2 separate regions of the Mus musculus genome follow, and region 2 is linked to region 1. Evidence: chromatin contacts called from public Hi-C data. All regions are on one chromosome and are shown on one strand. The core of a region is the stretch at or near the end of the contact, and the rest is flanking DNA. Distances in the headings are between cores, read along the strand shown. Region 1 holds the start of Mns1 (meiosis-specific nuclear structural protein 1). Region 2 overlaps Rfx7 (regulatory factor X, 7).

Region 1 (5,087 bases), core at 593-3,092:
CAAGAATAGTTTTCAAAAATATTAAAAATAAAAAACATTGTTGGGAGTACTGAGAAAAGGGAACACATGTATGCTGTTGGTGGAATGTGAATAAGTGTGGCCATTATAGAATACTAGACTAAGGTCCCCCAGAGTTAAAATAGAACTACTGCCTCCTCCCCCCCCACCGTAATCTATATATCCACAGGATATGGAATCCGCATGCGGAAGGCCTCTGAATGCACACGTTAGTTGCAGCTCCATTTACAGTAGTCAAGTCCTGGTTATATCCTGTGTCCATCAGTGAATAAATGGACAGAAGAATAAGATTCAACCACAGGGAAAAACAAAGTCTTACCATTTCTGACAGTGTGGATGGAACTGGAGAGATCAGCTGAAATAATAATGGTGCTACAGATATTGCTCTGCCAGAGTGGGGCTGGGGAGATGGCTCAACGGTTTGGAGCGCCGCCTATTCCTGCAGATTACCCGGAGTTTGGGAACCAGCACCCACATGACAGCTCCAGTAACCTACCTCCAGGAATTTCTAACTCCAGTTCTAGGGGAGCTGATAACATCTTCTGGTCTTTGTGGGCATCAGGCACATAATGGCGCATAGACACTTTATTTACGTAAAGTTAAATCTCAAAAAGTTCTTAAGAAAAAAAGATAAAGTATGATTGTGAAAACACGTAGAGTCTTTAACAATGTTGATTTCACAGAAACTGTAAGCAGATTGGTGATGACAGGGGCTAGGGCAGGGGGAAATGGCGAAGGGCTAGACTGCAGTTAGCAAAATATAGTCAGAAGTACAGGGGTGCACAGCCAGGTGGGGGTGTAGGATGGTAATATGCTGTACATTACAAAAAAAAACCACACAGAGGAAAAGATTGTTTAACCCTAAAGAAATATTTTGATGTTTACTGATTTAAATATTATACAATGCACCAGGATGTTCCATGATATTCCACAAGACACAATTTTTGGTTTTAATGTATTAGCTAAAATTTAAAGTTACACAAACCACATTCTTAGTAGAGTTCCAAGGGATTGTTAGCTGCATCCTAAGTCCAAGAATGCTTTGCATTATATGCTTTGCCCCACAGTCAGTTTCATATATGATTTATTTTTGGTTTTTTGTTTTTTTTGAGACAGAGTTTCTCTGTATAGACCTGGCTGTCCTGGCTCTGTAGACCAGGCTGGCCTCGATCTCAGAAATCTGCCTGCCAAGTGCTGGGATTAAAGGCGTGCGGTGACTATTATCATTATTGTTACTAATGAATATGGGGGGGGGGGTCTAGACCACAGTGGGTGGTGCCATCCCTCGGCACGTGGTCCTGGCCTTAGAGAGCACTGGGATTGCAAGTATGCATCCACACCTGTTCCGTTCCGTTTTCACGTGCTCTCCAGTCTCACACTCCGCTAGCGATCCAGTGGCTTCTGTTCCAGGTAAGTAAATAGGTCTCGTCCGTGTCTCTAAGTTCTCAAAATATTTCATCTCTAAAATGAGTGTATCAGGGATGGAGCAATGGCTCGGTAGGGGGCCCTGCTGCTCTTTTGGAGGGCCCAGCACCCACGTTAGGCAACTTGCTACCGACTGAGGATGGTAGAGGGGCACCATCCCTCAGTCCACTGCAGTGACAAGTCCGAGCTTATTGGGGTTCCTTGGGGCTTTAGCTGGGCTCCAGACCGCAGAGATTAGCTCCCTTCGGATGTAAACGGCTCCCGCTAGGGCAAAGCGTCCGAACTTCGCGCTTTTGGCTTGGTCCTATGGAAGGAGCGCTCCTGCCTGGCAACGAAGACTCTCCGTGCTGATTGGATATTGTGCCAGCCAATGGGAGGCCGCGTCCCTCTTGGGCGGGCGGTGCATTTTTGGCGGTTGCCGGGACACAGCTTAAACTTAACCCAGCGTGCACAGGTATCCGCTGCCGTGGCTGCTGCTCCGGAAGACGCGTTTGCAACTGAGGCAGAGACCCATCCTGCCGGAGGAGGAGGTTTAAAGCCAACCGAGATGGTAAGCAGCTCGGAGGCCGGGGGAAGGGTCGGTCAGGGACTTTCAAACTGTTTATTTGTAGTCTTGAGCTCTCTGAAATACAATTTGAAGTGCGTAATCCGAGAGGTCAGTGAGAAACTTCGATTTGCTTACTAGAAGGTTCTGGGTTTTTTTTTTTTTTTTTTTCCAGGAACACTCCAGGCATTTCTGCACCTTTCCCCCTCTCATCGAAATAGATACATCTTTAAATCTGCTCTGTTGTGGGTGGGGGGAAAGGCAACTCTCTGGTGGTAAAGCTGCAGCTGGAGAGCATCCGCATCGCACTCACTGACGCTGTTGAATTTTAATTTAACTTTTCCTGCTTCCACTACAAAACAGGGACTATTAGTAGTACTCAATCAGTACGCCGTTAAGTTTACATTATCATATTTAAATATTAATTAGTATATCCTGAATTAAAGCCAAAGACCTTTTATACTGTTACCTATTTTATAGTGTTTATTATAGGGATTTTCAGCAGTATCTTTTTGAAAGAAGAATATTGAATTCTGTGTATTTCCCTTTCCCCCTCGCACTTGTAGGCGACCAAAAAGAGAGCTTTGAGCTTTAGTGAAAAGCATCAGAAGTTAGTAGATGAAAAATTCCGCAAATCATTGAACATACAAGTCATGAATAAGTTAGAGAGGCAAGCCAAGAACCAAGTGGTGCAAAATGAAAACGACGAGAAGGTGGAACGCCAGAGGTTCCTCAGAGTGCTGCAGAATGAGCAGTTTGAGCTCGACATGGAAGAAGCCATCCAAAAAGTAAGTTGCAATGTCCTTGTTAGTTTTCTTTCCTTGGAAAAGGTGAAAGATGGCTGTCAGCCCTGCCTGGAGTTGAGGAAATACAGAGAGCTGGGAACTGACTGAATCCTTTGGAGTCCTGGTTATTTTAGCTGAAGAACGTGGTGTCAGTTGGTCAGTTTGCATGCTTTTAACAACGAGCAAATCGAAAGACTTTAGAATAGCATTTGGCAAGAATATCCATTTTTGTTTTTAAACATAAGCATGAAATCCGTAATTGTTAACATCACAGTTTTGTTTATGTGAGTGCAACCGTGTTGCCTTCTCTACATTTCTAATAAGAAATTTAAGAAATTCCTTCCTTTCTAAAAATTCATGACGTTAAACATAGACACTATTAAAGTGGTAGGAGATGGACATATGTGTGAGATGTACACTTACTCATATTTTTAATTTTTGAAGAATTCAGTTATTGAATGCGTGTGTTTACATCCTGCTCTGCTGGCTAAATCTATCATGAGTATTTCTAAATATTTTTTAGGAGATTGCAGTAGAAGAGGAAACAGACAGGAAGTGAGACAAGTGAATTTTCTCCTAAGTGTGAAAAGAACGTCCCCTGTTTTGTTGTGTTTTGAGCACTAGCGTGCGGTTATGTCCAGGATTTTGAGGGTGGATCTGGAAATAGCAAAAGAAAGGCTTAAAAGTGTGTCGGCTTCCTTCTGTCCTAAGTTCCAGTAGCATAGACCTGACCCTTTAATTCTGAACAGGAAAACCCTGGCCTCCCATCTTTTTATTCTTATTATGTCTTTAAGGAAACTCCCATATACCCTAACTCTGCCTAGCAACCATTGGTCTATCTGATGAAGTGGGGATGTTTTCTTTCGAGTGTTGTTCTGATGTCATCTTCTCATGATAGATGCCTCTAAGCAAAATTCTGTACTATGCTGAAATCTGTCCTTAGCGTTGGCTTCTTTTAATCAGGACCAGGCAAGGTTCATACAGCGTATATAGTTTTTATGGCCAATGTTTTGTTAATATGAACTTCATCGATGCATCCTTTATTAACTTCCTGTGTTTAACCTAATGAAGATATCAGGCCTGTTATCTTCTAGATGCGTGTGGTTTTATATCTGTCTGGTTTCTTTGGTGTGTGCCTTTATCTTTCCCATAGTCTCAAAAGGCAGTTAGCCAGGAAGACTTGATTAGATTGCAGTTCATCTTATACTGGGGAGGAAATAGTGACTTTTTTAATGAACTTGTTTCTGCATATGTTGGGATTATTTTAAAGTTTTGTCCTCTTTGATTTTTTATTTTCTCTTTAAAAATATGTCTTTTTTTTTTTTTAAATATCTTTATGGGGCGGGAGCAATGGCTCATCAGTTAATAGCACTTGTTACTTTTGCAGAGGACCCAGGTACAGTTCTCAGCACCCACGGGGCTGTCTGTAACTCTCTTTCCAGGGGTTACCACACCCTCTTCTGGTCTCTGTGGGCACTAGGCACACACATGGTGCATATACACAAATGCAGGAATAACACCAATACACATTAAAATAAGTATTTTTTAAAACAGATCATGAAATATCTTTATGAGATCAGAACTCAAGAATTCATGTATAATTGCAGTTTTTTCCCTGACAGTACTGGGGATTGAACCTAGGACGTCATGCACGCAAAGGCAAGCACTCTACCACTAAGCTACAGCCCTAGCCTCTGTTATTTACTGTCTTGAGGACAAGTTAAGAAAGTAATTCCTCCTCCCCCCTCTCTTCCCCCCCCCCACCCTTGTGTAGTGGGGAAGAGGACCATTAGCAGGGGTCCCATTTCCTCCTCCTATCATGCTGGTCCTGGGGATTGAGTCCAAGTCTTGGGCACACTTGCCTCCACCCTCCCCTCCCTTCCCCGCCTCGAAACCTCCCCCCTCCCCCAGCCATCTTATCAGGGGCCTGGTATTTCTTTGATCCTCCAATCATTCTGTCCTTGGCCAGTGGGTCCTCCTGTGCTGCTTCTGTGCTCTTTTGACAAAACAGCCTCTGATCTTTGATAACTTTCTTGCCTTCTGTTGGCTTGATCGGGCCCTGAGCTAACCTTTTCTGGGTGTTTTCAGATAAGAGTGACACCAAGTCAGGCTGAGTGAGCAGTTTACCCTCCGCATGAGGGAGGACCTCATTCTGCCAGTTGAAAGCTTGGTAGAACAAAGAGGCTGAGAGTTACCAAAACAGCCAATTCTTCCGACCAGACCCCTTCAAGAGGAGATATCTGCTTCAGGGCTTTTGATTTTTTGTTTTTTGCCTTGGACTCTGATTGTAACACTGTCTCTTCCTGTGTCCTAAG
Region 2 (5,116 bases), core at 2,204-4,703, 150 kb after region 1:
TTCTTCTCTACTTCTATGAAAATGGACCACCATTATCCTTTACCTTATGAATTCAGCCAGATGTGGTTTTTAACAACTAGTGCATCTTAAAATGGTTATTCTTCGCATTTAAATTTTCACAAAGTATATTAAATAATATGATGTTTATCATGCTTGCCACATGATACTCTTGCCTTGAAAATCTAGTATAAGAGTCTTCATAAATCAACTGTCATTGTTTTGGAAGCCAACATATGGCAGTGAATGACACAAATATCTAAAACCAGAAAACTGTGATGAACTCAGACTGGAGTCAAATGCCATTAGTACACACTTGGGTCATTTTGTTTCCATTTTTTTCATAGAGTTAATATGACCAATTTTTAGTGTTAGTCTGTAGTTTTTCCTTTTGTGTGCTAAACACCAGTTGTAAATAAAGAAATAACAGAGCATTTACAAGTTTTTATTTTTTAAAGTAAGAAAAAAAGTTTTACTTTTTTTTCAAAAGATATTCTTTGACATCTTATAAGTTTCCTTTTTAGTGCTTTGTCTTAATTTGAAATATGTTTTGAAATGTTCCTATATTCTGAAGTTTCTCTATTTTTCTCATATCTGGAAAATTTTAAAAATTATGTAGAACCCCAAGTTTAACAATCAATATGGGATTTACCTTTTTTTAAAGAATTATTTATTTATTTTCTGTATTTGAGTACACTGTAGCTGTCTTCAGACACACCAGAAGAGGGCACCAAATCTCATTACACATGGTTGCAAACCACCATGTGGTTGCTAGGAATTGAACTCAGGACCTGTGGAAGAGTAGACAGTGTTCTTAACCGCTGAACCATCTCTCTAACTTCTGAGATATATCTTCTCTTAATGATCAAATATTGTGATTTTAGCTATAGTTCTCATTTTTTTGTCCACAATATTATGTATGATTTATTATTACAGTATAACCTCACTAGGTTCAGGATGATAGACACTTTGGGGGTTGAATGGGAACTATAGTATTTAATAAAAATAATATAAGGAACCAAATTTAATAAATTTAAGAAGGGAGAGGTTGGAAACAGGAAAGCCAGTTAGTTCGGTAAGCATTGTCTTAAGTCAGTGGGAGCAAAAAAAATTGTAGTGTTCATCAGTATTGTGATGTATTCAAGTGTTTGTGTAATGTAGAATACAGAGTATAGCCAGACCATTCTCTTGTAAAATTTGTGAAACATGGCAAAACCCAAAACATATATGCTGAGTAAATGAACTTTTTTTGTTGGTGGTAGTGAAAGAAAAAGCTAAAGAACATAAACTATTGTGAGAGTGAAAGTAAAGGTACTGAAGACTGTGGGACACAATGTTTGTGCTCTAACTGGAGGATTAATGTGGAATGCACTGTGAAGAGTTCAGTTAAGCAGACTCCAAAACCACATGTTGTGGAAACTAAGAAAAGGCAGAAATCATAAATAAGACTACTTTGTTTTTGTTTTGTTGTTTTTCTTTAAGAGATATAGCTCATTAAGCATTAGAACAATCCTTTGGAAAATACTCTTAGATGATGAGATTTTTGAAATGTACATAGGACCTATATGCAAACAATTGATAGATTAAGTCACCTTCTGAATTAAATCTAAGATTAAATTTTCGGGTAAATTTTGAAAATAAGGACAGACTTCTATAATCTAAAAAGATTGCTCAATTGGTAAGAGTGCTTGGTGCACAGAAATAACTGCATTTGGGACTCCAGCACACACACACATAAGCAGCCAGGGCATGGACCAGCACCTCTTACCCCTGTGTTGCTGAGGAAGCTATGAAGAGGTGGGATTATCTCTGAGGCTTGCTGATCATCCACATAGCCATTTAACTGCCAACTCCAGGTTAAGTGAGAGACCATTTCTCAAGAAAATGAAGCAGAAGGCGATGAAGGAGAACCAGCATCCTCTTCTGACCTCTACATACATGTATACAATTGTATATAACAAAATGAATAGACAGTTCAAAATTGTGAGATTAATTCTGCTATTAAAATTAAATCTACATATAAACTGTGCTTTATAAAGAATTAATTCTGGCCAGGCAGTAGTGGCGCACACCTTTAATCCCAGCACTCAGGAGGCAGAGGCAGGCGGATTTCTGAGTTCGAGGCCAGCCTGGTCTACAGAGTGAGTTCCAGGATAGCCAGGGCTACACAGAGAAACCCTGTCTCAGAAAAAGAAGAAAAAAAAAAAGAAGAAGAAGAAATTCTGGGCCAGACATGGTAGTGCATGCCTGTAATCCCAGCTCTCAGGAAGCTGGGGTAGGTGAATCTCTCTGAATTGGAGACCAGCCTCATTTACATAGAGAGTTTCAGGACAGCCACAGCTGCAATAATAGAGTGACTCTGTCTTAAAAAGATGTCCTACACCATCACTACTACCTAAAACAATTCTGTTATAAATAACCAGTAACCAGTTCACTTGACATTACTAAGAAGTTTTGCTTGAAATAAGTTACCATAAATGTCTTTTTTTTTTTAAGATTTATTTATTTATTATATGTAAGTACACTGTAGCTGTCTTCAGACCCTCCAGAAGAGGACATCAGATTGCATTACGGATGGTTGTGAGCCACCATGTGTTTGACTAGGATTTGAACTTGGGACCTTCAGAAGAGCAGTCGGCGCTCTTAACCACTGAGCCATCTCGCCAGCCCCATGAATGTCTTTATTGTAAAAAGAGGTTATGAAATGGATGAAACCCATATAAAAGAAGGCAGGAATGACGTTTATTCAGCAATAATAGTAGAGAATTTTATAACTAGGTTTATCTAAATAGAAGCCCTTTTGAAATTCAAACTATAATTTCACCTGCATAGTTCAAAGGGGTTTGTTGGTTTTATTTCAGATCTTTTAGCCTGCATTAGCATTAGTCACATTCTAGGTATTTGAAAATTAGAAAAAGATTAGTAGTATTTAGGGGAAATAATAAATTTAGTTGGGAGGAAATATTTTTAATGATCTTTCTTTTTAACCCTTTGTAACCAGCAAGAAGTTGAGAAGTTTACAGACCTAGAGAAACTCTACCTCTACCTTCAACTGCCTTCTGGTCTTAGCAGTGCAGAGAAAAGGTAGACCTATCCTTGTCTTTGTAATGCTGCCTTGTTTGTAGGACTGTACCAAGCTGTGTACATTAGGATTGATTGTTATTTTAGTATTCCTAAGCTTGTCTGAACACAGATTGGAAAAACAACAGATCATGTGTCTTTCATAATACTTAGTTAATATTCACCATCAATTTTGAATAATTCATTTGTGTAACTGGCTAAATACAATGAAATGTAAGTTGGATTTGGTTACACAGAACAGTGGGAGTATTTATGCCATATAAAAATGTGGAAAAAAAAAGAAAAGAAAAGAAAACCAAAGGATAGCCAGGTAAGTGTTCTGAAGAACCAAGTGTGGGGCTGTTTTTATGCAGTGATGAATAAGCACATCACAGGAGGTCAGAGAAAAGAGGAAGTGCAGTGTTGGCCACATTACTGTAGGTGTGCCTCACTTTCAGTACTTTGGGTATTGATTTAGCTTCATTAAAAGTGCTTAAGTGGAGAGAATGTGGAGAAAACAGTTCTTCAGTTTCTATTCTTTAGATTTTCATTACCTTTGCATATTTCTGAGGATTCATTTCACTCATATGTTATCTTCAATATTATATTCATTTCAAATTGTACATGAGAAATAATGAAACACATATTATGTTGCTTTTACCTGTTCTTACCTCGTATCAACCATATTTTAATTATATCCTGTTCTAAACATGTGCTCAGTATTTTGGAATCAGGTACTTCTACTCGGAGGTTGAGATTAGGGTCATAGTCAGTAGACTAGCTTACTGTATACGGTCTATAATGCCCATTTCATGAGATCGGCTTATAAAAGTACTGCCAGATAATAAAATTAATGCTGATTAATGGACATGGTAGTCTATGCAAAGATCCTAGATGTGAGAAGGGTTACGGTGGGAGGATGATTTTCTTAAGATCTCTCCTGTCCATTCTAGGGATGGAGGGTTTTAGTATGATTTCAGGGTAGGTACTTCTACAGGGATATTCTTTGAGTGTGCAGAGTAAATCGAATATAAAGAATTTACCACAATGTTTGTTCTAAACATTTAACAATTTAGAAATTAAAAAAATATATAAATAGGCAAGTAAGTTAGGAAATATTCATACAAAAGTCATTTTGATCTAAACAAAAACCTTATTTTGTAATATCTTCACTACCTAACATGCTTTAGAATCCAAGCCAGCAGTTTAGCCAAACAGGCCAGTATTTTCAGTCTGAAACAGATAGTAAAAACTGGCTCACAGTCACAAATACACAATTTCTATATAGATTACTGCGTATCTACTGTATGTCCTAAGTTCAGTTTGATCCGCTAATATGTTTTTAACATAACACTTAGGCCTTGCTTAAAAAGGTATTAATAGAATTGCTGTCTGGTTCAGCTAAAATTTGTCTGTTTTTATCACTAGTGATCAGAATGCCATGTCATCTAGTCGGGCACAGCAAATGCATGCCTTTTCCTGGATTCGAAATACCTTAGAGGAGCATCCTGAGACGTCACTCCCCAAACAGGAAGTCTATGATGAATACAAGTAAGTGTACCATGTGATAGACTAAAGCAGATAAGTACTGTGTTAGAACAGTGATTTATTTTGTCTCTGCTTATGATCTGGCTGTTACTTGGGTGATGTGTTTAGAAACTTCCAAGATTACTACCAGCTCTAAGCTTCTGTGCTAGAATGTAATATAGAACAGAGTATTAAATGAGGGCTTTGTCCAGGCTTCTGAGGACAAAGGATGTATAGGGATACTGAATTTAAAGTTTCTTACAGAATTTTAAAATGACAAGAAACATGGGAGGGACTAGAGGGACAGTGGGTGGCAATAAAAAATAATCAGTGCATAAGAAAAGACTAAAACATGGGTTTTTGTACTTTAATATTTTTCTCTTTTTTTTTTAATTGGATATTTTCTTTATTTATACTTCAAATGTTATCACCTTTCCCAGTTCCCCCCCATCCTAAAACTCCTTATCCCATTTCCCCTCTCCCTGCTTCTATGAGGATGTTCCCCCACCTACCCACTCCTGCCTCCCCACCC

Evidence for each region. Hi-C and Micro-C count contacts between places; a contact is called where the count stands out from the background.
Region 2: a contact with region 1 is called in a Hi-C map of centroblasts, with 2.5 times the contacts expected there. The contact joins the enhancer-like site here to the promoter of Mns1 in region 1. A contact is called at or near these places in 6 of 39 promoter capture datasets (the C10 cell line, the HPC-7 cell line, HPC-7-derived erythroid cells and 4 more), 5 of 15 datasets of contacts at CTCF or cohesin (CD8 T cells, the NIH/3T3 cell line, large pre-B cells and 2 more), 93 of 484 Hi-C or Micro-C datasets (the AML12 cell line, the AtT-20 cell line, B cells and 60 more), 10 of 115 datasets of contacts at active chromatin or transcription factors (the 230-238 cell line, the HPC-7 cell line, bone marrow-derived dendritic cells and 5 more) and 4 of 9 other capture datasets (adipose tissue, embryonic stem cells, liver and 1 more).

The regions. Positions count from the first base shown.
Region 1 is chr9:72,436,687-72,441,773 of GRCm38.p6, forward strand. It overlaps Mns1 (meiosis-specific nuclear structural protein 1), which reads left to right and starts at 1,843. Exons shown (of 10, transcript NM_008613.3): 1 at 1,843-1,993; 2 at 2,554-2,775. The coding sequence starts at 1,991.
Region 2 is chr9:72,588,753-72,593,868 of GRCm38.p6, forward strand. It overlaps Rfx7 (regulatory factor X, 7), which reads left to right. Exons shown (of 9, transcript NM_001033536.1): 3 at 2,999-3,081; 4 at 4,486-4,608. Among named protein-coding and RNA genes, the nearest start is that of Gm23057, 42 kb to the right of the region's middle. Within about 2 kb of position 3,454, at least 5 of the 459 cell types and tissues checked have an H3K27ac peak or open chromatin away from gene starts, as enhancers often do. A contact at or near this core is called in the HPC-7 cell line, centroblasts, centrocytes and 1 more, where this site is marked.